Linked DNA regions of Mus musculus: all the other regions are linked to region 4. Evidence: chromatin contacts called from public Hi-C data. All regions are on one chromosome and are shown on one strand. The core of a region is the stretch at or near the end of the contact, and the rest is flanking DNA. Distances in the headings are between cores, read along the strand shown.

Region 1 (7,259 bases), core at 1,549-4,048, 790 kb before region 4:
AAAGCTCGGCAGAGAGAGGCTGCCTGGTAAAATGTTGGAGCGTACCTGTGCTCACGTGAAGCAGCGCTCACTCCATAAGGAATCCCAGAGTTTATCCTGAGCTCAGTAGGCGTGGCCATGGCCCGGGAACATGGATTTGGGTTGCCCTGAAGGATATGTTCTGCTGTGGAAGAGGTTACACGAGTGTTTATAGTCATACAACTACACAACAAAAAAAGTTGTACATCAAGGTGTTGCTCAGACACTGTGGGGGGTGGGAGGGGGAGGGACTGCAGGTGGGTTGGTTATAACACAGCAGGGACGTCTCTGGTGTAGGTCTCAAAGGCTGTCTGATAACAGACACAGACAGAGTGGGCAGTGGATAACTATCAAGGGGATTAACGGTAACCCAGGATGATTTGGGCTATTGATCTGTAGCATTCCAACTCTTCAGAACCACAAGGCTCTAATCAGTCAGTAACTCTTGCAGAATCTTGACCATGGGGTGGCTCTTTCAAGGAGCCTTGAACTGACACCTGCTGCATGCTGGTAACCCTTGACTGACACTTGCCTCAGGTCTGAAAAGGGGAGGAAGCCGGACCCAGAAAGGCGGGTCAAAATGGGAAGCTCTTGGTCAGGGTTGGGCAGGGACCAAGGGATCCTGAGATCACACCCTGGGCCACCCTAGTAACTGTCCTGGAGGAACAAAGATAATCCAAAGAGACACCTGTGCCTTTTCCTTGGCTATCAGAGCATTGGGATAATGGTCTCACTGGGAGAAGTCTCATGTTAGGAAAACTGGCTTCCAGACAGACTTCCGGCTTTAGAACAGGCTTGGGCTCTGCCTAATGATTTAATAAACCTGTACACACAGAAAGTAGAGTGGTGTTCACCAGGGTCCAGAGGAGGAGTAGGAGGGTGCCAGTCTTGGACGGGGATCATGTTTCATTCTGGGAAGATGTTTAAAAACTCCTGTGGATGGATGGTAGCGATGACTGGACAACAGTGTGAATGTACCCAGCACCACTGAACTCAGCTCTTATACGTGGTAAGAACGATAAATCTTGTTGTGTGTATGTTAGCTTAGTAAAAAAGTACTGAAAATATCCTGGAGGAAGTGAATCGAAGCCTCGGAGAGGACCAGGGAAAGCAAAACCCCAAGTTTGTGCTTCTCAAAGTATCCTGTTGGGAGTCAGCAAACGACGGTTCTCCAGGTTCCACTCTTACACACCTGGTGGACGTTTCTGGGAGAAAAGAGAGAAGCGTGGGACAGTGTCATGGCTTCAGTTCTAGAACCTTCTTTTGGCTACTGTGTTGTTCAGGGTTCTTTGGAGAGACAGAATCAGTAGAATGAATCTCTCTGTAAAAATGGATTTATTAGAGTGGCTTACAGGCTGTGGTCTGACTGGTCCAACAGTGGCTGTCTCCCGATGAAAGGCCAAGGCTCAGTAGTTATGCGGTCCACAAGGCTGGGTGTCTCTGGTGCCTTCAGTATGTGTCAGAATCCCAAAGCAGTGGGCTCTAAAGTCAGTGAAGGAATGAAGTTGTCAGTGAGAGTAAGGGCAAGCAGGCAGAGAACAGAAGATCCCTTCCTCCATGTCCTTTATGCAGGCTGCCACCCCCCCAGGTGTGGCCCAGATTAAAGGTGGATCCTCCCACCTACGATAAATGATCCAGTCCTCACAGGTGTAACCAGGATCTTGGGTTTTGGTTAATTCTAGTTACTACTACGAATAGCTAGTACAGTTCTCCACCCTGGTGATGATGGTGGTGATGTGTGTGTGTGTGTGTGCTTGTTTGTAGGCATGGGCAATGGCAGAGAAGCTTGCTATTTTTAGTCTTTCTGTTTCGTAATATCAAATATTTATGATTTTTCAAAATTACACAGACGTGTGTGGTGTGGGGGTTATGTGCACATGAGTCCCAGAGTCCAGAGGAGGGCATTGGCTCCGCTGGGATTGGAGTTACAGACAATTGTGGGCAATTGTGCCTATGCTGGGAACTGAACTCAGGTCCTCTGGAGGAGCATCCAGCACACTTAACCACTGAGCCATCTCTCCCGTCTTGAAATATGCCTTCTTAACCGCTAAGTCATCTCTCTAGCAGCTCTGTGCTGTAACATTGACAGCAAGGTAAACCCAGTATGCTTTCAAACATGGCCTCAACCTTCCTTATTACTTTGGGTTCATACTGAGTAACTCCTAAGATGAACGTGCCATCCTTTTCCCTGAAGCACAGCGAGCTTCATTTGTGTCTCCAGCGGACAGCCAGGAGCTTGTCGGTCCTTGCTTCCCACCAAGCTCAGCATCCCACTTTGCTCTGGTCCTATGAGGTCTTTATTGTGGTAGCATGGACACTCAGCCTAGGATAAAGAGAACCTCTGGCAAAAGTAGTTCACCTTCTCAGGGCAATTGAGGAAGAAATCATTAATCTCTTTATATTCATATTGGCTTTAAGTTTGTAGTCAGGTAAAGGCTCTTCTGTGTGGCCACAAACTCAGATTGGGTATTTGAGGTAAGAGGCAGCCGACAGTGCTGAGCAGTGTGAGTTGACCTTTTGGGCTTTGGCCAGCTTTTGGCCAGGGAACACAGCCAAGTCTATTTCTTGTCACCAGTGATCTCTAGTTCCGTGGCCAGTTTAAAGCTCCCCACCGATGCTCCATCTTTATCGGCACAGCCTCCAGCTGCTCTGGGTCATTTTAACTGAGCAGTGACTAGCAGTTTGAGGCTCCCTTGTTGAAGTGTTAGCTTCCTCCCTGAGAACTCTCTCTTCCAGCATCCTCTCAGCCAGGGTTTCCAGGGAGTTGTTGGACTGTTCAAAGAGGCCCTTTGACACCTAGCTTGGTTTCAAGCATCTGTCTGTCCCTTCCCTAGCATCTTGGAGCCACAGGCCCGGCTGCAGGGTATGGTGTGTGTGTGTGTGTGTGTGTGTGTGTGTGTGTGTGTGTGTGTGTGTGTGTGTGTGTGTGTATGTGTGTCCCTAGGCAGGTACAAACTTTCCTTTGTCTGGTCTTAATCTGTAGGCAATGGGCCTGTGGCTCTCCAGACTTACAGGCCATGGCTGGAGCAGTTGGGGTTTACAGTGTCAGGACCCCAGGAGGGTGACACACAGGCATTTGGAAAGAATCATTTTTTAGCAAGTTACTCTCTACTTGGGAATGCTCTTTGAACAATAGGACAGCTACTTAACTGGTGGCATTTGGGTTACAAAATAATTGGAAGTCTTTTGTCCCAAAAGACAATAAGGTTTTGCCAGACTCATTTAGGATGTGAAGCTGTGAGCCTTTCCACCGGCCGGCCGCAGCGGCCAGAACGCAGTGTTCTCTGCGACAGGGATCCCCAGCTCTTTAGTGGTTCTCTTGCCAGCTTTGCAGAAGGTGGAGGGACAGCTGTCCCTCTGGGGCTCCCTCTGTTCCCGTTTGAATTCTGAAGCCAAGCTGGTGGGTGCTCCAAGCTGGTGGGTGCTCCAAGCTGGTGGGTGCTCCAAGCTGGTGGGGCTCTGATACTGTGGTGAGCATGGTTCTGGGCAGGGGGTGACAGAGAGACAGGGGACACTAGGATAGCAAAATGACCACATCAGCTACCCCAGAGCTGTAATGGGCCAAATATGTGGTTATAAAGTAACAGGGAACAGAAATCTGTCATTTAACTGCCTGTCACCAAAGTCATCATCTCAGTTTGGAACAAAGAGAAAGGAGAAAGGATGAACTTGGAGGGAGGCAAGGCTCAGGGCTGAGGCAGGCTTTGGGGAGTCAGAGTGAGATCTCAGGAGTTAACTACAAACTTCTGATTCATTCATTCATTCATTCATTCATTCATTCATTCATTCATATTCATTCTCTGTCTCTCTGTCTCTCCGTGTCTCTTTCACTGAGACTTGGAACTTGCCAATTAGACTAGGCTGCCTAGATGGAGAACCCTAGATATCCTCCTGTTTCTCTACCTCCTGCGAGCTAGGGTTACAGGTGTGTACCACCCTGCTCAGCTTTGTCTATGGCGTGGTATTTTTGTGAGCTTGACATATGTCCTTGCCAATGGGAATGCATTTTTCTGTGTCCACACCATGTAGAGATCAAAGGTCAACACTGCATGTCTTTCTTCATCTTTAATATTTTTTAAAAAATATTTATTTATTTAATGTATGTGAGTACACTGTTGCTGTCTTCAGATACACCAGAAGAGGGCATTGGATCCCCATTACAGATGGTTGTGAGCCACCATGAGGTTGCTGGGAATTGAACTCAGGTCCTCTGGAAGAGCAGTTAGTGCTCTTAAACGCTGAGCCATCTCTCCAGCCCTTCATCTTTAATTTTTAAAAATGCATTTTATATCTATTTACCTTACGTGTATAGGTGTGTTTTCTGCATTTATGCCTATGTACCGCCCACATGACTGGTGCCAGGGCAAGACAGGTATGGGCATGGGATCCCCTGAAAATGGAGTTAGATATGCTGGTGAGTGTCATGTGGGTGCTGGGAACTGCATCCTGGGCGCTTCTGCAGGAGCATCAAGTGCTCTTGTGGAGCAGAGGCCCATTTACATCTTGAAGGTGGCGGCCTTAGAAAGCCTGCGCTTGCATTCTGTAGGTCCGACACATGGCTGAGAAAGCCTGCTTTTCTAATCCAGTTGGCACAATCAAGGTTATGTGGTACCTATTGCACCCTCGGCCTCAGCCAGCTTTCCAGCCTCTCCATCTTTAATTTTTGAGGCTGACTCTTTCCCTGACCATGAAGCTCATCAATTTGGCTCCATGGTCAGCGAACTTCAGGGACCCCCCTGACTCTGCCTCCCAGCACGGGGACTGCAAACATGCACCACCACACCCAGCACTTTAACCTGGGCTGGGGGGGGGTGGTGGTCAAACTCAGGTTCTCGGACTTGCACAGCAAATACTTTACGTGCTGAGCCATCTTCCCAGGCCTGTAGCTAATAGTTCACCACACTTTTATGTTCCATGTCCTATTCTAAACTGTTTATACAGATGCTAACAAGAACCTTGTATATGGGGTCCTTCTAACCACCCCCTCAACTGAGGGGGAACCGAGGCACACAGAAGCCAAGCAGCCTGCAGAAGGTTACACAATGAGCAGTTGATATGGTCATATTTGGACCAGACAGTGAGGTGACAGGATTCTTACTGTTCCTATTTCTGCAGGGTAGCTAGGTGAGGACTCAGCCCCTGTGGTCCACTGTGTGAGATGAAGAGACAAATGGCCTCTATGTCACAACCAGTGACTTAGAGAGGGTTTTACTGCTGTGAACAGACACCATGACCAAGGCAACTCTTAAAAAGGACAACATTTAAATGGGGCAGGCTTACAGGTTTAGAGGTTCAGTCTATCACCATCAAGGTGGGAGCATGGCAGAGTCCAGGCAGGCACGGTGCAGGAGAATGCTGAGAGTTCTACGTCTTCATCTCAAGGCAGCTAGGAGAAGACTGACTTCCAAACAGCTAGGATGAGGGTCTTAAAGCCCACACCCACAGTGACACACCTACTTCAACAAGGCCACACCTTCTAATAGTGTCATTCCCTAGGCCCAGTATATACAAACCATCACAGACACCGAGGGCTCGGGAATGCGTTGGGAACGTGGGAACCTGGATACTTGGCTACTGCAAATCCAAGTGTCATTCAATAGTGACTGGAATACTTGACAGAGTCACATGCTGATATTTTGGTGTCCGGTGGCTTGCTTTGCAAGCCCTCTCCTGGAGGGACACACTATGTATCATCAGCACTAGGACAGTCGCTGGGGAGCCACCAAGGCTGTGTCCCCAGGACACTGACAGTCTGTCAGACAGACATACAGTAGGGCCTGCTGCTCTGCCAGCAGAAGGCTGGGATGCTGGGCTGACTGGGCATCTGCAGAGGGGCACCAACTTTCTTTTGGTTTTTAAAGACAGGGTGTTGTGTAGCTCAGGCTAGCTCGAACTCCCTCTGGTAGTAAGGATGACCTTGCTTTCCTGACCTTTCAGCCTTCCTGTCCCAAGGACTGGCATCATGGGAGTGTCCCACCATGAGTTTTCACGCTGTGTCTTGGATAGGTGTACCCACAGAGACCTGCATGGCTAGCATGTCCTCCCCGTGCCGCTCCTGCTGATTCAATGACATACACTGTTTTCTCTTCTCTTCTCAGACAGTGGGCATGGCTTACCGCCTGCAGTAGCCCCTCAGAGGCGGCGGCTGACACGGAGACCAGGCTACATGAGAAGCACAGCGGGTTCTGGGATCGGGTTCCTCTCTCCAGCAGTGGGCATGCCACACCCGAGCTCAGCAGGGCTGACAGGCCAGCAGTCCCAACACTCACAGTCCAAGGCTGGACAGTGCGGACTTGACCCTGGGAGCCACTGCCAAGCCTCACTGGTGGGCAAGCCTTTTCTCAAGAGCTCCCTTGTCCCTGCTGTGGCCTCTGAGGGCCACCTGCACCCAGCCCAGCGCTCTATGAGAAAAAGACCAGTGCACTTTGCGGTTCATTCCAAGAATGACAGCAGACAATCTGAGAGGCTGACTGGGTCATTTAAGCCTGGGGACAGTGGGTTTTGGCAAGAATTATTATCTTCAGACAGCTTTAAGTCTCTGGCTCCTAGCCTTGATGCACCCTGGAACAAGGGATCAAGGGGCCTGAAGACTGTGAAACCTCTGGCATCACCGGCGTTGAATGGCCCCGCTGATATCGCATCCCTTCCCGGCTTCCAAGACACCTTCACTTCCAGCTTCAGCTTCATCCAACTCTCCCTTGGTGCTGCTGGAGAACGCGGAGAAGCAGAAGGTTGCCTGCCATCCAGAGAGGCCGAACCTCTGCATCAGAGGCCCCAAGAGATGGCAGCTGAAGCATCTAGCTCAGACAGGCCCCACGGGGATCCTCGGCATCTCTGGACCTTCAGTCTTCACGCTGCTCCAGGCTTGGCGGACTTGGCTCAGGTGACAAGGAGCAGCAGCAGGCAATCAGAATGTGGCACGGTCTCCTCCTCCTCCTCGGACACTGGCTTCTCTTCCCAGGATGCATCCTCCGCTGGTGGGCGGGGCGACCAGGGCGGCGGCTGGGCCGATGCCCATGGATGGCATACATTGCTCAGGGAATGGGAGCCCATGCTGCAGGACTACCTACTGAGCAACCGCAGGCAGCTGGAGGTGTGTGTGCTTCTGGAATCGGGTCACCTCAAACTCAGTGTTGGGTGGAGGCGGGGAGTGGGCCACCGACTGAGTGCTGGTCCCGGAAGCTGCAATGGCTCCTGGGACGACTGAAAAGATGTGGCGGCACATCTGTCTCCTCCACATC
Region 2 (6,627 bases), core at 1,721-4,220, 620 kb before region 4:
CTGATAATCATATTTTCTTGCACCAAACTCAGTATCTTATGCCACACGACAGACACCTACATCCAAGAGACATACGGGCTCACTTGTGTGTGCAACAGGAAGCATGCATCCCTGGTGATGTGTGCATGCCTTTGTCACTGGGCAGCTCTTTGGAAGGGTGTGGATGAATTCTGTTCTAGTTTTATTTCTAGTGGCTGTTGATAAAACACCCTGACCAAAAGCAACTTAGGGGAGGGAAGGTTTGTCTGGTTCACACTTCCTGATTAAATTTCATCACTGGAGGGGAGGTCAAGGTAGGAATTCAAGTGGCTAGTCTAGTCAAGTCACCTCATGCCCACAGTCAAGAGCCAAGAGAGAAGCAAGTATGCCCATGCTGCCTGCCTGCTTAATTAGCTTCCTCCTCTCTTGTACAGCTCGGGCTCTTAGCCTAGGGAAAGGTGCTGCCCACAGGCCAACCTGACGTAGACAATTGTTCAACTCAGTGATTCTAGGTCTGGGCAAGGTGTTAGTTAAAAAGTTAACCATTTCAGGAACACGGACGGGGAGGGGTGCTTACCTGCCCTGATTCCCCTCAGGGGTTCACTCACAAGTGGCTTGCTGTAGCTATGGTCATCTACTTTTCTATTACTCTCTCTTCAACAGCCTGGCTTTTTTTTTTTTTTTTTTTAATGTTTGCGGGGAATGTAGGCATTTTGGTCTTTGCTTCTCATAGCCTGACTTTTTAGAACATTGGGTCCATTTTGCTTCATCTCCATGCATATATATTTAAGTAGCTTTGAACAGTCAGAGATTGGTCTCATTCAGAAGAGTTCTGATGAGCGGCCAATCGTGGCGTCAGTGTATCTCATGGTAACTTTACATCTTCCCCCTGCTTATGAACTTAGCAGGATGTTCCTTGATGTTCCTTGAACGACTTCTGTTGCCATTTCCATGGTTTGTTTGTTTGTTTTTAAATCCTGTTCTGCACAGTGCCCTGCCTCTTCCAAGTGCAGAATGCAATCTGCAATTGGTCCAGGAAGCAGGAGAAGGAGGTAGTGTGTTAGTAGATCACACAGACTTGAACTTTCTAAGGGACAGGCGTCTATGAAATAGGACAGTGATTATTGCCAGGTAATGACACAGAGCCAAACACTGTGGTGGGGAGGGTTGTCACAGGATTTTCCCTGTCCAATTACATTAAGTGCAGGGGAGGCCTGTGACTGGACAGGGAAAAGGGAGGCAGATCAAAGAGTTACAGAGACAGAGAGGTCTCAGGAGGAGAGAGGAGGAGGATGGAGGCTGACTTGGTGTTATCAAAAGGTTAGAATATTTGGGTTAAAGCTTTATCATTATCAATTAGTTCTGAAATTATTTATTGCCATCTTGTAAATTGTGCAATATTGATACATAAATCTAATTGGTTAACTAGAAGCTTAAGAGTCTTGATTTTACCGGTTACTGGGTATCGTGTTATCAAATTTTGAGGATGGTTATTGGAATGTGGGACAAAGCGGTGGGACCCAGCTGGGACATAGTGTTGTGGTCCACCAGTGCTGGTACTAGAGTGGGAATGTGGCCCGACGGGGTCAGAGAGTTGGCAGGTTGAAAGAAGCAGGAGTGTGGAGAGTTGGCAGGTTCATTAAATATTTCCCATAACAGTGGGGTTTGTCCCAGGTCTGCTGGGGTGGGGAGGTTTTGGGACAGCTGAGTGGGGTGTGGCTCATGATCCAGATCATGGTGAGAGGGCATGACACCTGATGATGCGACCCAGGGAGATGAGAATTTGTGGTGTGGCTTCTAGCATCTTTAGTGGCTCAAGAAGTAGAGATCTCAGGCCAAAGGTAGGGGGTGTTAGACCAGGATTAGGACCCTTGGGGCCTGTCTTTGTTAGGATTTTACTGCTGTGAACAGATACCATGGCCAAGGCAATGTTTACAAGAACATTTAATTGGGGCTGGCTTATAGGTTCAGAGGTTCAGTCCAGTATCGTCAAGGAAGGAACATGGCAACATCCAGGCAGGCATGGTACAGGAGGAGCTGAGAGTTCTACATCTTCATCCGCTGGCCTCTTAAGAGAAGACTGACTGACTTCTAGGCAGCTAGGAAGTGGGCCTTAAAGCCACACCCACAGTGCCACACCCACTCCAAGGCCACACCTCCTAGAAGTGCCACTCCCTGGGCCAAGCAAATACAAACCATCACAGGGCCCATCTTTGATGACCCGCTTACACCAATCAGGAGCTGCCTCTTAAAGGTTTCACAATTCTGCCAAACAGCACTACCACTGCGAACAACTGTTCAAGCATTTGACCCTGTCCAGGACATTCCATACCATGCCACTAAGAGTAGAAAAGTGCTGGGTTGGGTACTGAGTCAGCCCCTCCTTAGATAACATCTACACCACAAACACACATTTATCCCAGCTTTCCTCTGAAATCCAGCCCATGTTCTGTGTCACTGAACGAGAATAATACATAGAGTGTGTCTTTAATCTGAAGTAGCACTTGGATTCCCGTATTACAATGGGCCCAAGACAGGAAGCCGTGTTCACAATGCTCCGTGGGGTTCCACAACAAATAAAAGCTGTTGTTTCAAATTAGAATTTATCAAGGCGTCCAAAGAGGCTGCAGGAATCCCCCAGCCAAGCTCTGGCTGGTGTGTGTTTTCGTTTGTGATCAAAGGCACAATGCTGAGCGCTGCTGAAAGAAAAAGCTCGCAACTAATAGCATAGAAGAGCAGCCGCAGTGAGGGTGGCATCTCTCTTGATTCTGTTAAGCCGGCTGCCAGGACCCACTGCGCATGCGTAGCAGACGATTGCTGTTTAATCCAAGTCCACACTGGAATGTGCTGACGTAAACCCACGGGGGACACCTTTCTGGAGGACTTGAGTCCCGGATGCTGTGGCTGCCCATTCTTCCTGGGGTTAGAGCCCCCTTATCGTAAGCCACACGCCTGCAGGAGCAAAGCAGGTGGTGTACCAGCGAGCCATACACAGAGGGGCGGGCTGGGGACAATACTGCGGGGGCTTCTAAACCTTCTGAAGAGTTCTTGCACAGTCTGTCGGTGTCAGAGCCACAGCAGCCTGCTGGGTGGTAGAGGAAGGCTGGGCTGGCAGATCTGGGGATGGAGGAAAACAGGCTGCCTCTTTGTCCTCCTGGCAGGCTTCCTGAGTTACAGGCATTGTGAACAACTCAAACCATCAGCCAGAGGTGACCGCTTGCTCGGTTAACTGGGAGAGCAGGCGGTGGGGAGGGGAGCGTGGTGCCTCTGGGGAGAGGACGGGGCTGTGACTTCACTCTAGGCATGCTGGGGATCCATTAGCAGTGGTCTGAACCTGAGGGATGATTTCACAGGTTCTGGATTCTAATTAGCAGCTCCATTCCAAAATCCCCCTTGAGTCTGTGTAACCGTTCCTCCACGTCCGGAATGCCTCCATTGGAAAGCTTTTAGGCTTTGGTGAATTGTTAAGCAGGACTTGTTTTTCCCCTCCTTTTTTTTTTTCCTCTGACTTCCATAGCTCACTATAGGAGGAAAGGATCATATCCTGGCATCTCTCAAAGCCCCGGGCAGCTCTGCCAGCCTCTGCTGAGTCATGGATGAGCAAGGACCAGGCTGATTCTATTTACGTGGTATTTGCATCCCTGTCCAGAAGCCTCTTGGGAGCCTATTCTCTCTGCTCATTGGGAATGCACGGTGCCCAGTTGATTCGTCTTGCTAGTCTTGATGGCATGCAGAGACTAAATGTATCCAGGCTCATGAATAAACTCCACAGCCCCAAAGGGCTCCTGTCTGGTTCCACTTTCCAGTGTGTAGCCCGAAGAGGCCAAGGTAACAGAGCTGAGGGGCGATTGCCCTGTCTCCTTGGAAATGATCTTTTGCTTCTAAAACCAAAGAGCAGGAAGGACGGACATCTGTGGAGACCTTCAGTAATTTATAGTGGGGGAGTGCAGATCTGGGCAGGCTGCTCTCCGAGGCACCACTGTGCTCAGCTGATCGAGGGTGGCAGCCTTGTGCTTCCTTCTCCTTTCTGCCAAGGTCTGGGTACAAAAAGTTGGAGCAGACAATGTGTGCAGAGCAAGATGACTCTGCTGCCCATGGGACACAGTGTGAACTTAGCATGAGGCTGGTGACACGGTCTCTCTGTGCACGTAGCAGGTCCCTTTGCCACCAGTGGAAAGGGGCTGGGTCAGGTGTCTGTAGGTCCTTGGTGTCTTACTCAAAGCATCGAAATTAGTAGATACAGGTTTGCACAAGTAGCAAGAGTGCTTTTTTTTTTTCACCAAAAGGCCAGAAAATGTGTGTTCAAGAATGAGAGTGGACATCATGAATGTCAGTACTCAAAGGCCCTGAGGGTTCCTTTCATGGAGATAGAGAGTGGGAATTCAGTTTCTAAGGATGTCCTTTGTGTGGTTCTCTATTTTAACTACATAGTTTAAGTTGTATATTCTTCTCTCTCGTCTCTTCTCATAACACATCTGATGTCAAACATATGCCAGGTTACATATAGGCCTACAATGGAAAATAGGGGATTCTCCCCGAAGGTGCACTTGGAGGACACAGTTTGCTTTATTGTACATGCATCTAAAACCAGTCTAGCCCCTCCTACTGGGATAGTTGTTAAGGAGATGAGAAACTGATTTCATTGTTCAGAGAGGGTGGTGCCTGCAGCTCTAGGCAAGTGGGGGTTCTAGGTTGGCAATAGATTATCCAGTGCATTATTCACAGGGATGGATGCGCGTATCACTTGTAGGCGAGAGTCCTTTGCTGAGAGCATTGCTAGAAGAGAGCTATATGCACAGCCCAAGCCAAGTGGAGTCCTAGGTTGTTAAGTGATTCCCTATGCTTGCCTACTTTCTGGGTGTGTGTGGATAGGGCTTTTCTCCTGACTGCTCCTCCCCCCTACACAGGTCAGTTTTCTGCTGTAGTCCACATTGACTACAGAGGATCATGCATTGCCTTTAATCCCAACAACCTGGGAGAGTTAGACAGGAGGTTTTCAGGTTCAAGGCTAGCCTTAGCAGCTTTCTGAGATTCTTTCTCATAACAAAATATAAAAAGAGGGGTTGGGGATTTAGCTCAGTGGTAGAGCGCTTGCCTAGCAAGTGCAAGGCCCTGGGTTCAGTCCTCAGCTCTGGGAAAAAAAAAAAGACAAAATAACAAAATATAAAAAGAGAGTTGGGACTCTTGATTTCCAGAGGGGAGGGGAGGGGATGTGGTGGGAAGGGCCATGTGTGGCAGAGACTAGGAGGGGGGCCTTCAATCAGAATATAAAGGGAATAAATACATAAATTAATTAGTTAATGGGAAAAATACAACAAAAGAGCTGAAGTTGTGACTCAGTGGTCAAATGCTTGCTTAGAATGCAAAGCCATGAGTTCAATTCCTAGCATTCCCCCCCACCCCCGAAAAAAAACCCAGCAGTGTGAAGTAGACCAGTTCAGGTGACTGTGTGCATGTGTACATCTTTGTGTGTGTGCACATGGAAGTCAGAGGTTGGTATCAGATGTCTTCAACTGCTCTGAACTTTATTTTTTAGGACAAAGTCTCACCGATCCTGGGGACTGCCACTTCAGCTAGCCTGGCTGGCTAACGAGTCTCAGGAATCCCCCTGTCTCTACCTCCTCAGCACTGTGGCCACATATGCCACCCTGCCTGGCTTTTTGCCTAGGTGGTGGAATGGAGGTCTTCCTGCTTGCACATCCAGTGTTTACCAACTGAGATATCTCAGCAGCCCTGAAAACCCTTTGTACTTTCACTAAACTGCATCATCAGTGAGACAATGTTACAGAATTTTTTTTTTCTAAATGCATGATTTGCTGTGGCTCCAAGTACATAGCTCTAGCCCTGAACTCTGAACGGCAACATCAGTGGGACAATGTTACAGATTTTTTTTTTCAAATGCATGGTTTGATGTGGCCCCCAAGTGCATGGCTCTTGCCTTGGCCTCTGAACAGTGACTCAGCCCATTTCCCATTAAGTTTCATAGATTCTCCTTTACTGAGTTTAAAGTTGAGTCTGCATGCTCAGCTTAGTACAACCCTGCAGTGCCAACACGAGCTACATGGCAAGAGACAGTCTCCAAACAAAACAGCCTTGAGTCCTCTACCCCTTCCTTTTACACCCCCCCTCCCCCAAACCCCACCATCCTGGAGGCTTCTCTCAGCACCTGGCAGCCTGCTTTCTCAATTCTTTGCTCAGATCAGTTATCAGGGAGATATTCTCAGCACCTTTCCCCATTAGAGTCCTCTGTCTTTCTCACCCTCAAAGGTCCTCATTAGTCTCTCTGTCCCTTTAATGATCCTCTGCTGGACAGCCAGAACACTCGGCTAGGCCTCCGGTCTGCCATCTCTCTGGAACTCTCAGCATGGCCAACAAGCCATCCACATGACTTTATGTTGGCTCTCTGCCCCCCTCTAGGTGTTTAGACCCCACCAAGAGCCAATTCTGGGCTGCTGGAGGCTAAGGGGGACATCTGATACCCAGTAGAGGGTAAGCAACAGCCAATCTTTTAAATGAGAAAAGAAAAGAGAGAATTCCTGTCTGCATGCTCCTTTCTCCCAAGTGTAGAGTGAGACACAGTTGTGAGGTTTTCTCTGTCATGCAGGTGGATTTAAACATGACATGCATGCATGGGCATCTGAAAGGCAT
Region 3 (7,334 bases), core at 3,690-6,189, 560 kb before region 4:
CTCAATTTGGTCTTGGTCATGACGTTCCAACTTGGACGCTGCCCCAGTGCCCTTTGACTTCCATGTATGGATATTTCACGACTGTTCCTTCTACCTCCTCATCTCCAACAGCAGCTGGACAGGTGACCACTGACAGCTTCCTGTATTTCAAAGCATCTAGGAATTCACATGAAAGCGTAGGGATATCACCCATATATCTAAAACAGGAGACAGAGCAGTGCTTTCAGAGCGGACCCAGGGGTCTTGGATTACAGTTGTTCACTTTTAATAGAAACAAATGAGGCCCTCAAAGGAAACCGTGGCGGCTTTCGGCTTCGCTCAAGCATACTAATCCTGCAAGAAACCTTAATTCTTCCCTCTGACTTCCTCCTCCAACAGTGTGAGGAATTATGGGCTCGTTTCCCCATCCTGCCTTGTTGATGGCATTATTCATTGTGTATTTAGCATCTAAATTAAATGAATGCGTTATCACTGGCAAACGCATTTGTTTTACATCTCAGGCAAACCGTACTGTGGCATTAGCATTTATAAAACATAAATAGCGATGACATTCCTGTTCATCTTGTTGAGTTCAGGAAGGAGCAACTGAAATGAGATTGCCAGGCATAGCCTGGCTCCCCAGCTTCCTGGTTGCCTGGAGCAAGACCACCTGTGACCCCGGGAGTTCTAGAACCCTGATATTATGAATCCTATGGTGGAGTTTAATAAGAGGGCAGGGACATTAGCAGTCAGGAGCCTTCACACTGGTTAACAAAGGGGCCACGGAGCTCTGCTCCATGTAACATAATACAATAAAAAGGAGACTTTCCAGGACTCAGATTTAAGCCCCTACACACTGCCGTATGGAATGTCTACTGCTAGCCCGCCTTAAAAGACATTGAACATTGTATCTAAGATGATGAGAATGTTTTTTCCCCCCTCCAAACCGCCCTTTGTCAGGTATCTGGTTTTTGACTATGAATGAACCAGGGTTTCCACTAAAGAAACCATGGACCAATCAGATAAGAGAGGCAGGGGTAGAGACACCTGCAAATTACAGCTGCCTCGCTGATTCTGCCAAGCTCACTCATGGGGGCCTCGGTGTTCACACCAGTGGGGGCAATGATGAGAAGCAGGTATGCAGGAATGCAGCTGTGCAGAGCATGTGCTCCTCCTGCCCTGCAGTGACTACATGGTCCCCTCCTGGAGTGGACATTACGTGGTGGATGGGGGGAGCCGGTACCGGACTGATCACAGGCGTGAAGTCAGAACCGCGCCCAGACCCTGCAGAGGCACAGTTCCGGCAACTTTGTTTCTTCGCTGGTGTAAACCTAGTGATGGATTAGGCAGGTTGTTTACTTCATCCTGGACCTGGTAGCTGTACATTCCAGACATCATCTGGAGAATAAACATCTATGAAAAACTTATAAACAGATCTGGGACCCTCCAGGGTGGACTGTGGGGAATCTCCTGACCCGTACACACTCCCCACAACAACCAACCAATTCTTCAGCGTCTGCAATGGCCATGAGTGGCTTCATCCCTGAGAGGAGGATGCATTTAGGTCTTGGCATGAAAGAAAAAGGGACGTGGATGACAAAAGAAAGCCTAGTCCACAAGGCTGAGGCTCCCAGCTCCACTGTGGTCTGATTTCTGCTTTGACAGCATCTTCTGTGGATCCTTTGCCACAGTATCTACTCAGCTACCACAGAATCTGACCCCTACAAAAAGGAAAGACACACTTGCCCCTGAAGGCAGGGGATAAGGTTCTGGGAGCTGTGCCTGTGTTTTTACCCCGCTGTCCCTGACAGACACAATCTATGATGGGAAGCATTATTCTCAAGTGAGACCACTCACTCGGAAGAGCATTTTACCCAGAGCATACATTCTATTCTTCTCTGGGCTTGCTTGTGTCTGTAGTAACAGATCTACTTAGGGTCTGGAAGACAGAATGCAAAGGCATCTTGTACAGGAGAGAAGAATAAGAGGCTGTGATTTCCTCTTCGCCCCACACCATGAGTACCAAGGGCATCTGCCACTTTATTCAGGGGCATTGCGACTTAGCTTGGGCTTTGGCTCCTGAAACTGTTCATTGTTTGTCCTCTGAGACCCTGTGCAAGAGAAAGAGAGGTGTAGGTACTAAAGGTGAGATAGGAGGAAAGAGACATCAAGGCACATAGTACCAGGCTGGTTTCTCCTGAGTTGGAAAGGCTCTGGTCTGCTCACCATGGAAAACTATGTCAGTGCCTCAAAAAGTGTAATCGAATTTCCACAGGATCCTACAGGTCCACATCAGGTCTCCCTCCATCCCCCAAAGTAGGAAGCAGGGACTCAATATGTATGCCTATGTTCACAGAAGAAGTTCCCAGGAGGGCCATGATAGAAGTAACCTGCTGTTCCAACAGAGGACAAAGTGTAAGTGAAACCCACAGGTGGAATATTATTCGACCATAAAAAGCCCTGGCAGATAGATGAAGTATAAAGATGTCATGATGCCAAGTGATATAAGCCAGACACAGAAGGACAGATGTTGTGTACACACACACACACACACACACACACACACACACACTCACACTCACACTGAACCATATACCAAATCAAATCACTAGAAGAAGGGTTTCTTGTTTTAGTCATAGTAACTCTTAATAAGACCTCACAAGCAATACACCTTGGCCAGTGGCTGGCACAGTGTTTGACAAGTGTTAGCACACACTGTTGTTCTGGCTTCTTGACTATTATTATTTAATTTACGTGTTAAGTATTTGTGTTTTGAGGTAGGATTTTGCTTGTTCTCCCAGTTGCTGAGCTGTTCGGGTTAATTGCACCATGAGTTTCAGGATCGTCTTCTATCTCCCTCCTGCCTCACCTCAGGAGTGCTGGGTTATAGACGCGCACCACAGCATCTGTCCTGTGTACACGGTTCTGGGGACTAAACTTGGGTCTCCAGGCTTGGATGGCAAATGCTTCCACCTATCTCCTGCCCCTCCCCACACACAACTGGATTATTATTTTTATGTAGGGGGTAAACTGCATTTGATCTTTTATGCATAGAACATTCATTTAAAAGTAAATTGCTCTTTTGAGAAAAAAATAAAGTTGGTTGTTAGATCAAAACTAGGGAACGTAGGTGAGCAAAAAGAATGAGGCCAACGCCATCTAAAACTGGGTTAAGATATTACAACCACTATAATATTTGGAATTATTCTCAACTCTATCTACTATTTATGTATCTGGGAAGTAAAAGCATAGTTTGTGTTGTTTTACAATTGACTTTTCCCCCCATTAACTCATTCACTCTGCAAGCATTTGCTGAGCAGTTGCCATGTCAAGTTCTTCAGGCAGAAAGACCAGAAAATGCAGAGGCCCTGAGGCGAGTGACAGCTTTATAAATATCTTTTCATGTTTCGGTGCATTGAAAAAGAAGCCTTTTCTGTCTCAGCCCCTGAGAGTCAGCATTTTGCCTCCCTCTTTACAGTCGTGGCATAATTTATTTAACTAGTCTCTTACTCGGAGACATCGGGTTGTTCCTAAGTTTATCTTGTTGCAAACAATATGGTTTGGAAATTCTTGTTTACAAACCCTTAGTCACACCACTGTTCTGCTGGTTCACTAAGCGTGGAGCAGCACGCCCGGCAGATGGTCAGAGCTCCCACCACGCTTGGCGAGTAAGTAAATAAACCGATGATCAGCACCCTACTTCTAGAAAACACTAAGAGTGGAATTACTCACCGCACCTACATACAGCCTGACCCTGCTCCAAAAGCTCTACATTCGAATACTAGTACAAATTCAAATACTTAAGGTGCATGCATCACCTTCCGACCGACCGCCTTAAGAAGTGCCTGTTGTGTGGGAAGGGACCAGAGGCACAGAGTGACAGAGCACCTTGCTCAAAGTCACGTGGCTGGTATGTAACAGAGGGCTTCAAATTCCAGCTGTACATCTTGGAGGCTGGTGTTCGTGCATATTCAACCTACCCCCCTGCATGGTGCAGGGGCCTGAGACAGCCTAGCCCCTAAGGACTTACACTCGGTGACCTATCACCTTTAGCTAGTGTTGGTCTCACTTCCAATAGTACCTTCAAATTATTGCTCCATTGATTAGGTCAGAGCCCCACAAGCCAATCACATTATCAGTGATTGGACTCACCAGCTGGGGACCAAACGTACGTAGAAGAGCCTCTGGGGAGACATTTCATGTTCAAACTGTAACACTTCCCGGTTGTTGATGTCTTGGGGTCCCAGGTGTCGAGAATCTGTCTCTTACAGAGCTCTCTGCAGTTTGTTAGGACTGGGAACTTTGGTTCCCAGTGTAAGCTATGTGCCACCACCTGGGAAGTCTGCACTATGGACCAGGCTCAGGACAACATGTTAAAGCTTCCCTTTGTAGCAACTTCCAGACTGGCAGGCGGGAGCTACAGTGGGAGAGGTTCCTGGGTTAGCTGTGTCCCGTAGCCCAGTTCCTATTACTGTGACAGGATATGTAAGACTGGTTAATGTCTAAAGAAATGTTTAGTTAACGGGAAAGAATTAAAAATGGGCTTGCAAATGAACATCAGATGTTGTGAGTTGTCTGTTCCCTTCAGGAACTGGCTAACCCAGAAGGGGTGGTCCCTTCAGAAATTGGCTAACTTAGAAAGGGCAGTCCCTCCAGAGTCATCAAAGCCCTCAGCTATCAGTGCCTCAGGGAAGACATGGTTGGCACTCCGAGTTGCCTGGACTTTGTTGTCTACTCAGATTTGGGGACAAAGGTGTCAAATCTTTCTCCACAAGCCAACAGCCCCTGCTCTGAAGTTCTTGTTAGGTGGCTGTTTCTCACTGACTGCCTCTAGTCAGCCCCATGGTGAGCAACCTCACCGAAGACATTTCCTAGCAGGGAGGACCACCAAGCCACTCTCAGTGTTGTGCTGCTTAGATGCCAGTCTGAAAACTTGGTGACTGGATTAACCACAAGCCAAATCTCTAACTAGGAAGCCTAAGCAGCCATTGTTTGGCTTATTGCCAGTATCTGGAGTCCCTAACTTTCTTCTTCTCCTTTTTTTTAAACAAATAAAATAAATATTCATAAGCTATTTGCAAAGTATACATTATGCAAATACAGTGGCTGGGTTTCAAGAAATAGACTCCAGAAGCAGAATAAGCCCTTCGATTGGCAGTTTGTCTACGCACAGCACTGTTAACTTTGCTGGAAGAGCCAAATGCTATCGTTGTTTGAACATCATGCGGACAAGGCAGCAGCGTTTTTGTGATTGAATATTAACTGTGGCAGGAAGGTAAAAAGGAGAGAGAGGGGGGAGCCGTGTGGGTCTCTGCAGACACTAAGCGGCTTTGCTTGTTTACACACTGCCTCAGTGTTGGGCTTTGTAGCTTTCCACAGCCTACCTCTGAGGTCTTTCGCTCTTTCCTATCATCCTTGTAACAATTTAGCCAGCTGCTAACAGAGCCTCTCTCTTTGCTGAAGTTCCTCAGAGGTCACTTGATGTCCGAACACCACTTCACTCCTAGTGAAGAAAGCATGTCTTCATCAAATTTTTGCCATGACAGCAGTGTTCACTAATGACCCAGCTACACCCCTAATTAATCTTAACCCTAACCCTGACCCACCCTAACCCAGGTCCCTCTGTTTCCTTCCAGCTGCCACCAAGCCACTGACCCAGTGACCCATATTTTCTCCTTACAGAGACATTGATTTTGAAGTTCTACTTCTTAAAACCCCTCAGAGCTAATGCTCGCTAGCAGATTGGCAGATACAGCTCCATCCTTGGTGATTTAAGACAGTTTGATTTCTTGTCCTTGAAGAATACACACATGGGGGGAGAGAGAGAGAGAGAGAGAGAGAGAGAGAGAGAGAGAGAGAGTGTTTTGAGGAAAAGGAACAAAATTCAGTGCCTATAAAATAGAAATGAGATTATTTATATATTCACAACAGGCCACCTATTTTGAATATCATTAATATTTTAACTCCATCATACAAATACACTTATCAACTCAACAATCACTGGACAGAAATCTGGCTGTATTTCTATCCTCTTACCTGGAACACTGTTTTAGAAGCCCTTGGTGAATCAGTGGAATAGTTTCCCCTCCTGCTCTGAGGCTTATGAGATGCCAGACTGAGTCCCAGCGTCAGCTTGAGAGGGTCAGCTGGTCCCTGATGACCGTTGTCTCGAGTAGGTCCTGACCCTGCTGCAGAGCAAGCTGATGTTGTGTACCAACTCCTATGGGGTGATGTCACTCTTTGCAAGGAATGCAGTCACATCTCTCACTCCGGGCTTAGTTTTGAGCTTCTTTGCTACATAGCATCTTCCTAGTTGTATACCCTTGCTGTGTCTTAGGAGATGTTAAAAGCTAAGATAGTCACTGTGAGGAGCAGATGCAGAAAGATTTAAAAAAAAAATTAAGAAGGCTTCAAGGCTGTGAAAATATGCAGCGAGAGCAGCTTGAGGAAGGCCGGGTTTATTTGGACCCGTGGTTATATGGTACCATTAAGGCAGGGCAGGTGGAGTACAGGAGTCTGAGGTAGCTGTCACAGTGTATCTGCAGGGGGGAAGCAGGGGAGTGGTGGGTGCTAGTGCCTGGCTGGCTTTCTCCTCATCATTGGGTCCAGGACTCTAGGCCATGGGATAGTACTGCCTGTGTTCAGGAATGAGTCTCCCCTTACCCAGTCAATTCTCTCAGGAAACACCCTCACAGGCACCCCAAGTGGCACGTCTCCTAGGTGATTCTAAATCCAGTCAAGATGACAATGGAGACTAAGCATCACCGAGCCTTCTCCAGTAGCTAAAAGAAACAAGATGGGAGGCAAGAATTTCACTTTGTGGAAAAATAATGATTTTAAAGCACCAGGCAAGTGAACCATGCCTGCAGTCCCAGGACTCAGATGGCTGATGCGCACAGGTTCATGGTTCCAGACTAGTCTAGGCAACTTACAGGAGGGAGGGAAAGGAGGGAGAAGGGAGAAGGAGGAGGAGGAGGAGGAGGAGGAGGAGGAGGAGGAGGAGGAGGAAGAAGAGGAGGAGGAAGAGGGAGAGACAGAGACACAGAGAGAAAGACAGAGAGAGACAGAGACAGAGGGGTACACGTGTTGTACTGGCTAGTTTTGTGTGTCAATTTGACACAAGCTGGAGAAAGGAGCCTCCCTTGAGGAAATGCCTCTATTAGATCCAGCTGTAAGGTATTGATCAAGTGGGGGCGGAGGGCCCAGCCCATTGTGTGTGGTACCACCCTGGGCTGGTGGTTCTGGGTTCTAGAAGAAAGTAAGTTGAGCAAGCCAGGAGAACTAAGCCAGTAAGTAACATCCCTCCATGGCCTCTGCATCAGCTTCTGCTTCCTGACCTGCTTGAGTTCCAGTCC
Region 4 (7,176 bases), core at 2,249-4,748:
GCTTTTCTAATTCTTATAAAATAAAATAAAAGCAATGGGCTGACTTTCTCTGGCTTTTAGATGATAATGACTAAAGCACCTTTAGTTACTAGCAGCCACTTTGCCCCCGTGAGATACAGATCAGAGGAACACAGAGCCGAGGGACCCGCTAGGTCCTTGAACATAGAGAGCACTGAGCCTCTGGATTAACTCACAAGGGACCCAGCAAACTCAGAAGCAACTTGTCTCCTGTGTGTGAGGTGTGTGTGTGTGTGTGTGTGCATGCTCTCACACTTATTCACACGTGTGTGCATTCATGTGGAAGCAGAGGTCAACCCTGGGTGTTCGTCTTCAGGTGACACCCACCTTCATTATTTTATTAGTGGAGGAACCCCACATTTGCCTTCTGTATTTCTGAGAGTTGCAGGGAGAGGACTCAAGCCTCCAACTGCATGATGAGCTCTGTCAGCCATCTTGCCGGCCCCTTTCCGACATACTTTTTGAGACAAGGTCCCTCACTTTTGACCTGAAACTTGGCAGTCCATCTAGGCTAGCTGGCTGGCCAGCCCCATGCTCTACCGTCCCCAGTGCTGTCACTATGCCCAGCTTTTCTATGTGAATTTAGGGGCAGGATTCAGACTGTGCGGCTGGTGGTTATGGGCTAGCCATCTCCCCAGCCAAAATGCCTTACTTTCCAAGACAACGTGTTTCGTTCTGAGTTGAGACTTCGGTAGCCTGCAGTGCAGATTGTGTTGATAGAGGGAAGCGGTGTGTCAGCAATGTGTACTGACCTCTAACCTCTACTGCTCACTATACTCCCACGACCCTTCCCTTCTCATCTCCTGACTTCTGTGTTCATTTAGTTTCCCTCTCTCCCTCTCCCTCTCTCCCTCTCTCCATTCCTCTCTCTGTCTCTCTGTCACAAACACACACACACGAATCTTCTATTCTTGTATGACGGAATTTGTGACTAGAGATGATTCAATGAAGCCTTTCTTACAAAGAACCATGCCAGGTGCAGACCGGGTAAGAGAATGTGACAGAACCCCAAAACTCTGAACCCGTGTTTCTGATCTGGGAATGAAACTCAGACAGGATAAGAAGATATGACAGAACCCCCAAACTCCAAACCTGCATTCATGGTTTGGGGATGAAACTCAGTTCATCTGCCAGAGCAGAGTGTGCTGACCCGTTTCTTACAGTCTGGAACTCAAATAGGCCCCTCAAAGACTCATGTGTTTGGACACTCGCTCTCCACCTGGTGGCGCTGTTTTTGAGGGGCTGTGAAACCTTTGGGAGGTGGAGCCTTTGCTGGAGGAAGTGAGACCCTGGGGGTGGTGGAATGTGAAGGTTATAGTCCAGGCCTGCTCGCCATTCAGTCTGTTTCCTGGCCTACTAGAAAGTGAAGAACGCTTCTGTATTGTCTACCCTAACATGATGGACGGTGGTTCCCTCTGATACCACGAGGTGGAATCAATCCTCCCCCTGTCAACTCTCTGCTGTCAGGTTCTTGGTCACAGCCGTGAGAACGGCTCACTAGCACACTATGTTCTCCGGAATGTCTGCTCCCTTGTGAGCGCTCTCCCTGCTGATCAGCTCACCACACCTCCCACTGATGGAGTGGCCCGCCGGATTTATCAGGACAGCTTTTCACTTCGACTCTGTTTACATGGACAGCACTGAGTGACGCTGCTCTGGAACCTTGTAGTGAGATAAGATCAAAATGGGGGCTCCTTGATTGGATAGGACAGAGACTCGGAAGTTTGCTGTGTGAGAACTGCATGGAAGCCAAGAAACTAACTAGGCTACGTTTCAGGTGAGAGAGGTCAGGCTGACATACGGGCAGGAAAGGGGACCACACCACACATGGGGGAGCTAGAGGTATATGGATCTTCTACTGCTGACTGCTACAGAAGGTGCTAGAAACAGCTCTTCTAGATACACACCTGCTGATGCTTCCTGCCAAGATGTGGTACTCTAAGGAGGGACTACTTCTGGGCTCGGTTCCTGCACATTAGCAAGCATGCTTCTAATTGCAAAATACTATGTCATAAACAGGAATGGATCCAAACCAGTGCTGTACTGCTGACTGCCTCGGCTTAAAGCACATGGCTTGGCCACCTTGGTTCTATGCCCGAGAGAGAGAGAGACAGGCGTTTCCTTCCTAGGGGTGTAGGAACTAGAACGGACTGAACAGAACGTCCTGATGGAGCCTCTACGTCAGGCACAAGTAAGTAAGAGGTTCTGGTCTCGCTGTTGCGTCTTGATGAGGAACTTGGCCTGAGTCTCCCTGTTAGGTAGCAAGATGGCTGCCAGCCTTCCCATAGATAATGCCTTGGCTCCGACTGCAATGGTGAAGAAGGTCCAGCATTCATTCATCATTATCTAACAAAGACTCAAACAACAGATCAGCTTCCCTCTCAAGGAACTATTTTCACTAGATGTGGCTGGGCCCTTATCACAAGCACACACTGTCACCTCTGCTGGCTCCTGGGCAGCCTGGAGGGACAAGCCTGTGATTAGCAAGACTGTACCTCAAATGGAGCTGCTCCTCCAGGGCCTATCCTCTTCCTCTAGGCTGTGGCGGCTACAGCATTAAAGGATCATGAGACCAGTGCTCTCTGCTGCATTAATAAACATTTATTCCAGGACTGTTTATTAGGGATGTCAAGGGACGTTCCCACCTCCTCTGAAACATCTGAGGGATGGAGAGAGCCCACTCTCTGGAATGACCTTCTCAGTGACACCACCAGGTCTCCATCAGCCTGAGGCTGGGTTGGTCTCAGGTCAACTAGTTCTCCTCAGGGTCAAAGCAGAGGCTGGAGCACTCAGAGAAACATGAGGGGGGAGGTTGGTGGTGTAGGGGTGACAAGAACGAACCAGCCCCGGAAGGGAACAAAGAGGCTGAAGCTGAGCTGGGCCCTGGTGGCTCCAACCTGGAATTCCAGCATTTGGGTGACTAAGGCAGGGGGATAGCTGGAAGTCTGAGGCTAATCTGGGTTACACAGTATGAGGCTCTGTTCCAAATTGGCATCTCTGCTGGGCTGGGTGGGACAGGGCTGGGTCTGGGGTAAACGGAAAGTGGTTAGAGTCCCTGTGTTCCTAACGTTGTCCTACCCATCTGGGGAAGCTGCAAGAACAATCCAAGGCCAGTGCTGCTTTCTCCCAGTGACAGAGAAAGTATCGCCGGAAATTCCTTATCCTCACCAGATTGTAAAACAAGTGTTTTCTGCCCCCCTGGAGACCTTATCTTTTCTGCCTGTCCTTCCCAAGGCTCCCGACTCAACTGTGGGATGGGTGGGAAGGGGGTGGGGAGGGATGCCTTAGGACAGAAGTTAGTGTAACAGGCTCACTGGCTGTAGAGGACACTAAAGGACATCAGCCTGATGGGGGATGGGAGGGAGGTTTCTAACAGGGAGAGGGCTTTGATGTGGGATCAACTCCCCTTTCATAAGACAGCACAAATAAAGGGAAGCCTCTGAGAGGCTGCAGAGGGAAATCAAGTGGATGGAGAGTGCCCTCATGTGGCAGCCGGGGGTGTGTGCAGCCACAAAGCCTCAGCTTCCGCTTGGAATTTTATTCCTGGAACTCTGGGGCCTGGAGAGAAATAGCACCTCTTAACCACGTGTCTGAGTGAGACCCCGGGATGAGGACCAGTCCAGGACGAGGAGAGATCAACAAAGACTGAGAAACCACACCTCAGAGAGGGTGTGGGAGAAACCACAGGAAGGCCTGCTCCGGGACCATCCCCCCACCCCCACCCCCCTCTGTGTGATCAAAGCCGGCAAGAATTTCCAAGTCTCTAACCCTGATGCAGCAAACACTTATCTTCAAACCAACAGTGACACCGCTCTTTGCTTGAGGATAAATATCCTCAAAGAGAGCTGTCAAAAGGGCAGCTGGTGGGGTTCACTGAGGAGCCCCACATCTCCCTGTTCTGAGCACCCATCAGTCTCACCACAGCTGTCCCCACCCCTGTCTTTCCAAACTCAAGGTCTTCACTTCCTTGGAATAAAGCAAAAAAAACAAAACAAAAAAAAAAAAAACAAAAAACAAAAAACAAAAAAAAAACAAAAAACAAAAACAAAAAAACAAAAACAAAAACAAAAACAAAAAAACGGGTGATTATTTCTGGAATGTCTCTGTCTGCTTCCCATCTTCGGAAGCCAGGTGCAGCTACGGTCTGAGGAGACGGCTCAGTCGATACAGCGCTTGCCACACACACACAAGACCCTGAGTGTGAGGCCCAGAACCCACATACAAAAGTCAGGAGTGGTGTGTCAGCACTCAGGAGGCAGAGGGAGGTGGATCGGTGGCACACACTGGCCGGGAAGCCCAGCCTACTTGGTGAGGCTCAGGTCTCAAAAAAGGAAATACAAGGTGGATGGCCCATGAGAGGTGATGTGGGAGCAGTGTTAACTTCAAGGTTTGGGTCTGTCAAAGGAGAACATTTGTAGACAAATTTTCATGGGACGAAGAGCAGAAGCTCTCACTCTAGCTTAGTGGTGCATGGCAGTCAGCCCAGAAACTGGAAACAGAGGCAGGGAGAATCAAAGTTCAAGACCATCCTGGGCTGCATGTCTCAAAAACCAAACAAAACCAAGCAAAAACCAAGCAAAGGCTCAGCCGATGAAGTGCCTGCCCTGCAAGTTTGGGGACCCGGGTTCTGATCCCAGAACCCACACAGTGAAGTTTGTTGAGGTGAGCTTGTAATCCCAACACTCAGGAGACAGAGACAGGCGTGTGTTCCTGGGGCTCATCACCAGCCTGGCCTGCTAGGAGAACTCCAGGCCAATGAGAAACTCTGTCTCAAGTGAGATTTAAAGTTCCCTTCTGGCCTATATATGCACTGCACATGCACATGTGTGCATGTGTACACACACACACACACACACCACACACATGCACGCGCACACGTGTGCACACACATACACTCATGCATGGGGTGGAGAGTGAAATTTTAGTTACAAAGCCTATAAAGGAGTAGTGGATGTCTGACGTGCAGTGAGAATCATTTCAACCCTGAAGATTTGTTAGCCTTTCAGGCAACTTCTTCCATTTCCTGGGCTGATGACCTGCGTCCAGATCAGTTTTCAGGCAGATCAGCTCACTTTGGGCTCTGAACTAGTAAATCAGTCCTGTGTTCTGGTCAGTTAAACACAAAGCGGATTTACTGTCAGGCAGGATTTCCCAGCAGCCCCCGGAGATGCTGTGATTCAGGTTTCTGGGGAGAGCAGAGCAGTCAGATATCCTTCCCAGAGGCGCCTGCTTGAAGAACAGCTAGCGTGTGACTCAGGGTGCTCTGTGAGCCTCTGCGGTGGTGGTGGTGGGGGGGAGGGGGGCTGGTCTCACAGTGTTTGAGGGAGCCAGGAAGGGAAATGAACTTCCTCTCTCAGCTTCCTCCAGGAATTCCCAAAGAGACACGGAAGTTACATGGTTCACAAGTCCCCATTCAGAGCAGAGCATCTGGGACATAAAACAGTTACGTGAAGACCAGGCCTCACAATGGCTGAGAGAGTCACCTTCCAGCCAGTAATGGGATCCAGCAGTTTTACAAGCTAGTTGGAGGTACTCCCAGCCACTGAGGCCACCTTAGAGGGAAAGAGCTGTTTTTCTTCCAGTACCTTCTATGGTGTGCTCATGGAGTCCTAACCAGGCTCCCTTCCAATCTCAAAGTCAATATCTGCATTTGCTGTGGGTGGGAGGCTTCAGAACTTAACAGCCTTAAGAGCTAGAGACAGAAGTGACAGAAGTACACACGCCAAAGCTGCCTTAGGTGCCAAGGTGTTGGATCACAGGCTGCTAGGGGGACACCATGCTCTTAGATGCCCACTTCACAATCAGGTACAGTGCACCTGCTGAGAACGGGCTTCCTCCTGGCCAGATGCCAGGAAATGCCAAGGGTTGACTGCCAGGAAAGGTAAGCATAACTTTGTCCTTCTTTTCTAGGCAGAAGAAACCTGACACCGTGGAGTGACCTCCACAGAGAGCACTGTCCTGAATGCTGTACAAGAGTGTGTTTGCATGCATGTGTGCATATGTGTGCATGTGTGTACACATGTGTGCATTCATGTGTTTACATGTGTGTATACACACATGTGTGCATGTATGTGCATTCATGTGAGTATGCATGCATGCATATGTATATGTGCTTGTGTGTGCATGTGTGTACACATGTATGTCTTCATTCACGTGTGAATACATGTGTGTGTGCATGTGTGTGTGTAAAGAAAGTAGAGTATATTTATTCAGAGGAAACAAACAAAAGCAAAGCTCATGACTTTACTATGGGATAAAATAAGAGGCTTCCATTTGTTCTGAATTTAGCAGAAGAATATACCACCCTGCCTCTGGGAGGAGGATGTGGCAGTTCCAGGTCTGTGTCCTCCTGCCATTGAAGGCATCGTCTGAGAAAGCCGCTGTCCTAGATGACACTCATAAACTGCAGTCATGGCATGCACTAACTCGAGTTGAGTGGTGGATGCACACCTTTCCTTTTGAGTGTCTGCTTGCTTGTCTCTGGCTGGGGAAGCCCACTCTGATTGGTGCACATGCACATGAGACGGGAGGAGGTAAACACAGACTGTCTCTGCAGGACAGACTGGGTTTGAGTAGAGTGGGAAGGATGGGGCGGCGGGGAGGAAAGACCTCCAGGCACTGACATTTTCGACCAGGTGAGGATTGGTGATAGGGTCATAACATCAACCAGAGAACATTTCAGAGGTGGCTACATGACAAGGAAAATAGTGTCCTTTCTTTTAGGCTCCCTGAAAATCCCAACACACCTGTGGAAAAAAAAATATCTCAGGACTCCAGAAGCCGAGACCACAGGAGTTAGATCTTGTTTTGTTTGAGACCAGGTCTCATGTAGCTCAGGCTGTCTTCAGCATTTCTCTGCAGCTAAGGGTAGCCTTGGACTTCAGATCCTCTCGCCTCTACTACCCCCCAAGGGCTAGGATTATAGGATTACAGGATCACAGCATGCTCTGTTTATGCAGCACTGAAGATAAATGGAGGGCTTCAACTCAGTCTTACCGGTGGAGTCACACCCCCAGGTTCTTAAAACACCATTTATAGTCTCCATGTGGGTAGCCCACGACATGCCAATTACGCCACAGTAGTCCCTGTAATTCTTCAAACACACTCCACATAACAAATTTACCTCCACATTTACAGCAAGCAACGGAGGCTCACTCA

The links. A called contact is a pair of places that touch in the nucleus more often than the background predicts.
Region 1: a contact with region 4 is called in a Hi-C map of bone marrow-derived macrophages, with 15 read pairs. The contact joins two enhancer-like sites. A contact is called at or near these places in 1 of 15 datasets of contacts at CTCF or cohesin (the NIH/3T3 cell line), 17 of 484 Hi-C or Micro-C datasets (CD8 T cells, bone marrow-derived macrophages, differentiating embryonic stem cells and 6 more) and 7 of 115 datasets of contacts at active chromatin or transcription factors (embryonic basal ganglia, embryonic hindbrain, embryonic midbrain and 3 more).
Region 2: a Hi-C map of bone marrow-derived macrophages shows a contact between it and region 4, with 20 read pairs. The contact joins two enhancer-like sites. A contact is called at or near these places in 3 of 15 datasets of contacts at CTCF or cohesin (the NIH/3T3 cell line, embryonic stem cells and large pre-B cells), 2 of 484 Hi-C or Micro-C datasets (both in bone marrow-derived macrophages), 9 of 115 datasets of contacts at active chromatin or transcription factors (the NIH/3T3 cell line, bone marrow-derived macrophages, embryonic basal ganglia and 5 more) and 1 of 9 other capture datasets (embryonic stem cells).
Region 3: a contact with region 4 is called in a Hi-C map of bone marrow-derived macrophages, with 22 read pairs. The contact joins two enhancer-like sites. A contact is called at or near these places in 1 of 15 datasets of contacts at CTCF or cohesin (the NIH/3T3 cell line), 6 of 484 Hi-C or Micro-C datasets (the HPC-5 cell line, Sertoli cells, bone marrow-derived macrophages and 2 more) and 3 of 115 datasets of contacts at active chromatin or transcription factors (embryonic basal ganglia and embryonic stem cells).

What each region holds. Positions count from the first base shown.
Region 1 is chr8:125,081,338-125,088,596 of GRCm38.p6, forward strand. Disc1 (disrupted in schizophrenia 1) reads left to right here. Exons shown (of 13, transcript NM_174854.2): 2 at 6,117-7,111. Among named protein-coding and RNA genes, the nearest start is that of Disc1, 31 kb to the left of the region's middle. RefSeq lists an enhancer at 2,027-3,583. Within about 2 kb of position 2,799, at least 84 of the 459 cell types and tissues checked have an H3K27ac peak or open chromatin away from gene starts, as enhancers often do. A contact at or near this core is called in bone marrow-derived macrophages, where this site is marked.
Region 2 is chr8:125,251,496-125,258,122 of GRCm38.p6, forward strand. The region is part of intron 12 of Disc1 (disrupted in schizophrenia 1); the gene reads left to right. Among named protein-coding and RNA genes, the nearest start is that of Gm30713, 130 kb to the right of the region's middle. Within about 2 kb of position 2,971, at least 249 of the 459 cell types and tissues checked have an H3K27ac peak or open chromatin away from gene starts, as enhancers often do. A contact at or near this core is called in bone marrow-derived macrophages and embryonic basal ganglia, where this site is marked.
Region 3 is chr8:125,306,557-125,313,890 of GRCm38.p6, forward strand. No RefSeq gene overlaps it. Among named protein-coding and RNA genes, the nearest start is that of Gm30713, 76 kb to the right of the region's middle. Within about 2 kb of position 4,940, at least 16 of the 459 cell types and tissues checked have an H3K27ac peak or open chromatin away from gene starts, as enhancers often do. A contact at or near this core is called in bone marrow-derived macrophages, where this site is marked.
Region 4 is chr8:125,867,508-125,874,683 of GRCm38.p6, forward strand. The region is part of intron 8 of Pcnx2 (pecanex homolog 2); the gene reads right to left. Among named protein-coding and RNA genes, the nearest start is that of Gm46061, 19 kb to the left of the region's middle. Within about 2 kb of position 3,499, at least 67 of the 459 cell types and tissues checked have an H3K27ac peak or open chromatin away from gene starts, as enhancers often do. A contact at or near this core is called in bone marrow-derived macrophages and embryonic basal ganglia, where this site is marked.